Linked DNA regions of Gossypium hirsutum: region 1 is linked to region 2. The links are chromatin contacts, called in public Hi-C maps. All regions are on one chromosome and are shown on one strand. The core of a region is the stretch at or near the end of the contact, and the rest is flanking DNA. Distances in the headings are between cores, read along the strand shown.

Evidence for each region. A called contact is a pair of places that touch in the nucleus more often than the background predicts.
Region 1: a Hi-C map of leaf shows a contact between it and region 2, with 3 times the contacts expected there. The contact joins the promoter of LOC107943179 here to the promoter of LOC107915906 in region 2. A contact is called at or near these places in 7 of 34 Hi-C or Micro-C datasets (hypocotyl and leaf).

What each region holds. Positions count from the first base shown.
Region 1 is chrA10:16,749,232-16,752,289 of Gossypium_hirsutum_v2.1, forward strand. LOC107943179 (probable glucan 1,3-beta-glucosidase A) reads left to right here and starts at 1,418. Exons shown (of 10, transcript XM_016876921.2): 1 at 1,418-2,058; 2 at 2,151-2,266; 3 at 2,362-2,481; 4 at 2,591-2,776; 5 at 2,867-3,025. The coding sequence starts at 1,983.
Region 2 is chrA10:16,293,823-16,296,522 of Gossypium_hirsutum_v2.1, forward strand. LOC107915906 (protein MIZU-KUSSEI 1) reads left to right here and starts at 1,411. Exons shown (of 1, transcript XM_016845094.2): 1 at 1,411-2,539. The coding sequence starts at 1,584. The coding sequence ends at 2,339.

The sequences.
Region 1 (3,058 bases), core at 168-2,667, 460 kb after region 2:
TTTTTTAAATATTTTTTTCTATTTTTTAGTATATTTATAAGGTATTTGTCAATTCTTTGACTTTACTTGTAGAGTTTAAAAACTACACTGAAATTTACTAAATATTTTTCTATATAATAATAAGGATAATCATCCATACAAATTGCTAGTGGAATAAAAAAACTCCACAAGCGGGTCTAAGTTATGCTATTTATTTTTAGGGTATAATAAAATAATTAAAAAAAAGATACTTGACATCATTTTAAATTTACTTGTGAAGTTTTTTTTACTCCATTGATTGTTTACAGAATAATTACCCTAATAATAATTTATACTAACATTTATAGTTTTGAGTGAGTTAACCACGAGGTGTGGTGTTCCTTAATCATGTGGTTGGGTTTAATTTTTGCTTATGGGAATTGAACATATATATTTCGTAGTCAATAGTTTATCTCTTCGGAGAGTTCCCACAACAAAGAGATTAGTCACTATTATCGATGATAGACATCTAGACTTTAATCAAGAAAGCAATTTTGACCAAGTGTCACTGTCAATTACATCCTAACTCAATTGTGAATTTATTAAAAACACTTTACTTCCTATGGAGAGGTATCAATCTTGAAGGTAATTTTTTCTTTTTATGTTTTTGTATAAAATCTATATATTTAAACTTAAAGTATCATAAATTTTAACTTTTTAATCCTATTATCTCAATTAAAGACATATTTAATATTTTTACCAAATTATTAAATAATTTCTTATATTTACCACTTTGGTTCTTACAAAATTCAAAATTTTGACGTTTTCGTTTCTTTTCTTTCTTTCATCCTAATTAAGACGGTAATTATCTGACCAATTGCTTTTTTTTTATCACAAGTGAGGGTTTTAAAAGATAAATTAGAGTGCGAAAATGAACTAATTGTGATAAATGCTAATTTCAATTTTAAGAAATTACTATAAAGTTGAAGCAATTATGAAGACAATGAGTGTTTTATTGAGGGGCTTATACTAACTATACCATAATGAATATATATATTTTTATGAAAATAATTTTATCATTAAATAAATTTAAAAAATTTACGCTCTTAATTTCCTTTTATTGATCAAATTTCAACCATGCTACAAGTCAGAGGTAGTCAACTTTCAAAGTTACACCAATTTGTAATTTAGTCTTTCTAGTTTTATTTATAGAAATTTAGTTGTTTTATCTTTCATATTCAAAATTTAAAATTTAATATTATTAAATTTATTAATGTATCATTTTAAAATAAAAAAATTACTTAATAGTCATATAATATAATGACTCTGAATTTAATAAAAATAATTATAATAGTATTATCAATTGAACCTAGACTAAATTTTAAAAGTAAAAAAAAATATAATGACTAAATTTTAAATTTATAAAAAGCAAATTTTAACCTAATCAACAAACTGCCAAACTATATTAACAGCAATACAGACGCTGAAATATTTAGGCTACGTAAAGGCATGATTTTTTTATTGTAGTTTTCAACTTGGAAGTCGTTTTTCAGCTCCAAACTGTGCTTAATAAGCAACCCTATTAACCTTTTTTTCCTGCTCTACTCTAAAATCCATATACAAAAGATCCAAACCAAGTCTTTAAGCAAAGGGGCTTCCTTTCTATCCTTTTTGGATTCTTTCTTTTTCTATACACTAAAGCTTTTCAGATTCCCTCTTTGTTTATTCCTTAATAGAGAAAATGTTCTTTTCTTCTTCTTCTGTTCAATATTTTCAATAGAACTCTTCTTTCTTAAAGGAAAGATTGAGTTTTTTTAATGACTATATTAATGCAAAACCCAACTTCAAATAATTAAATATTATGATTGTTTACAAGGTTGAATTTGGTATAATTTGATTGATAAGGAAGGGATTACTAAAGATTCTCTTTTCTGAATGAATTTTTCATTTTCCCCTTTTTTTCTTGGAAAACACTTGTTATTTTTGTTTCTTGTTTGATGCAATTTTGAAAGGCTGCATTCTTCATGGAACTTGTTATTAGCAAATGGGTATTTGCATTTTCACTCTTCTCTTGGCTAATCTTTTCTGTATCATTTTCAGGTAATAAGCTTCATTAAAAAGTTCCTCTTTTTTTTTTTACCCTTTTAATTTTCCTTTGGTTTCTTGAAAAATTTTATTTTCAATTTATGAAGTGGAAGGGTTGGATGAAGATTCTAAAGTAAGAGGGGTGAACTTAGGAGGGTGGTTGGTTTTAGAAGGTTGGATTAAGCCTTCACTTTTTGAAGGAATTCCTAATCCAGACATGCTTGTGAGTAATTTTTTTTTCTTTTCAATGTTTTTTTTAAAAAAATTCCCCCAATAAATAATATTTGATCCTATGTTTCATGGATATTGAAAATTCAGGATGGAACACAAGTTACTTTCAAGTCAGTGAAATTGCAGAAATATGTTTGTGCTGAAAATGGAGGTGGAAGCGACATCTCTGTTAATAGAGAAGCTGCTTCTTCATGGGAAACTTTTACTGTAAGCACCCAAAAATAAATAATGATTTATAAAAATAAACTTCTGGTTTTCGGATCAATTGGTTGAATAAATGTTTAGATGGATGATTAACAACTTGCATGTAATGCAGTTATGGAGAGTTTCCGAATTTGAATTTCAATTCCGCACCGTACAAGGCCAATTTCTATCATGTTACGGTAATGGATGCGTGGTATCCGCGACTGCAAAATCGGCTTCCTCGACCGAAACATTTCAGATCGAAAGAAATAATGATGATCATGTTCATATTAAAACAAAAAGTGGAGCTTATCTGCAGGTATGATACTGAATCCTTCAGGTTTGTGTTCATGTATGGCCTTCGAGATATCTTGGTGTTCATTTGGCTGGTTCGATTTTTTTATATTAGGCTACCATAGATAATCAGCTCGTAGCAGATTATCCAGGAAATCCAGGATGGGATGATAATGCAGCCACATTCGAAATGTCGATTGTAGCAAATAACTTGCACGGAGATTATCAGCTCGGTAACGGATACGGGCATAACAAGGCGAAGGAGGTTCTCGAGGTACTGCAAAGGTGTAGACACTGCTGCTTCTAT
Region 2 (2,700 bases), core at 161-2,660:
AGGAAATGTCTAACTTTTTTTTTTCTATTAAGACATTTTCCAATCGATTTTCTCTTCACATCTCATCACTCTACTAAACTCTCTTCCCCTTCCTCGTCGTTGCGACCTCGACCCAGGATTCATCTCTATATCGACCTCGACCCAACATCCTTAATTATCTTTATTTACTTGTTTTCAAATGTATAAAAGTTAAATTAGTTTTTTAGAGGAATCAATTTACTTAAATTTAAAATCGAAAGAGAAATAAAGGATATTTAAACCAACAAAATACATTTAAGGGACGTCAAATGCGGAGGAGATAGGAATTTGTAGGGGCTGAGTTGAGGAAGCGTTGAATATATGTAATTTTTATGAGCATACGAGTGTAATAAAAATTTTAATATTATTTAAATGTATTTAAAAAATATTCTTTTAAAAGAAAAATTATCTGTGACTGCTTAAAATTCAGAATTTTAAATAAACTACTACTTTTTAACATCTAACTAATCACTCTTATTAACGTAATTTCTCAAATTAGAAAAAGCTATTTGCTCCCTTTTTTATAACATTATTTCTCAAAATGAAAATTTTATATATGAAAATTAAATTTTTTTCAGCTCCATTATTGTTAATTAATATTAAAACTTTTTATATGAATTCAAAGGTAGAATACAAATAATGGAATTAAAAATCAAATATAAAATTCGGATTTATACATACATTTTTTATTGAGTTAATATCATTAATCAAATTAGTTTTGTAAGTACAATGGATTAATCTCAATTCAGAAAAAGACAAGAAAAAAACTACAATTTAAATATAGGTTAAATTATACTCTTAGTTTTTTTACTTTGTAAAACTTGTTGATTGAATCACTATATTTTAATTTGGTCAAATTTAGTTTATATGCTTTTTGAATTTTAAAATTTTAATTATGACCCAAATAGTAGCAATTAGGTTAAATTCAATTATTAGTCTTGTACTATGCATACAATTATTGATTTGGTTCATATTTTCTAATTGGATCATTTTATGTCCTTGTAATTTCTAAATCATGAAATTCCAATCTTGACGTAAATGAAAAATTGTTAATCCATTAATTAATTTTTTTATTGAGTAATAAGTGAAAATAATAAGCTGACATGACATTACATGTATGATCATATGTTTGGTCCATTAGATTTTGGAAATAGTAGAACTTAACTTAATGAACTTAACAGTTATTATTTTTTAGGACTAAAATTTAAAATTTTAAAAATTATAAAGACTAAAAATGACTAAATTAAAATGTAAAGATTAAATTCACAACTTTAACAAAATACATGGACTAATAACATCATTTAACCTTGAATATATGTATAATTTGAATAATGATAATGGCAACTACCCAACAAAAAGAAAAATGATGTACATTTTGAATGTTCCTAATAAAGAGGCAGAGGCTTAGGAACTAAAAATTGACCATAATTATATGGAAAATCCTATGCCTCAAACCAATACCTACCTAACCTGAAACATGCCCACCTATCTGCATCTTTCATCATCTATCTCCCACTCTCTCCCATGGCCTTGCCTTGTCCCTGGTTCTTCATCAACGTCCATTAATGGCGGACTCTAAGCCTAACACCGGCAACGGCAACTCCAGGGACGGATCCACTGCCCCACCACCCAACCCTTCTACCCCCAAAGCTTCTTCATCTCCACAACCCTTCTCCCTTATCCAACCATCCGAATTACAGTCCAAGAAACAAAAACGCAAAGTCCTTCGAGCTTTCCGTTCAGTTTTCCGGGCTTTCCCCATCATCACTCCCGCATGCAAGTTCCCCACCAGCCCTGGTTTACAAACCGACTCTCACATCAGCATCTCGGGGATTCGAGTCACCGGAACTTTGTTCGGGTATCGTAAAGGCAAAGTTAGCCTTTCGATTCAAGAGAGCCCCAAGTGTCTCCCTTCTTTAGTCATTGAGTTTTCCTTGCAAACCAACGCGTTACAAAAGGAACTCAGCGCGGGCATGGTGAGAATCGCTTTAGAATGCGAAAAACGATGTGGGAAAGAGCAAGTTAAGCTATTCGATGAGCCTTTGTGGACGATGTTTTGCAACGGGAAAAAGACAGGCCACGGGGTTAAACGAGAGGCGACGGCGGAGGATTTGCACGTTATGGAGCTTCTCAAGGCGGTTTCAATGGGGGCTGGGGTTTTGCCGGGGAATTCTGAAACTGAGGGTGTTGATGGAGAGTTGGCCTATATTAGAGCCTTTTTCGATCGAGTCGTTGGCTCCAAGGATTGCGAGACCCTTTACATGTTGAGCCCCGATGGAAATACTGGTCCTGAGCTCTGTATATTTCTCGTCAGGATGTGATAAAAAAATGGCGCCCGCCAGTGATGGACTTTATCAAAGTTTTCATTTCATTAGCGTTGCTAACATATATATGAATATCGTTCTTTCGTGGTAGATGAAGCCCAAAAAAAGAAAAAGGGTTGCATAGGGATGTTTAGATAAAGTTTGGTGGAAACCAGTCTATTTAAATTGATTGATTTATTGATTGGTATTGTTTTTAACAGGGATTTTGTTTTCATTCTTTTTTAATCTAGTTTCACAAAGAGCAGAATTACAATTTAAGTCAAAATCTAAATGGTACGTTAGGCGTACGTAGCAGTGCATGCATGGGTGTTTTTGAATCTCCCGAATATGTGAAGCCCCTCAAACTTCACTTACACCC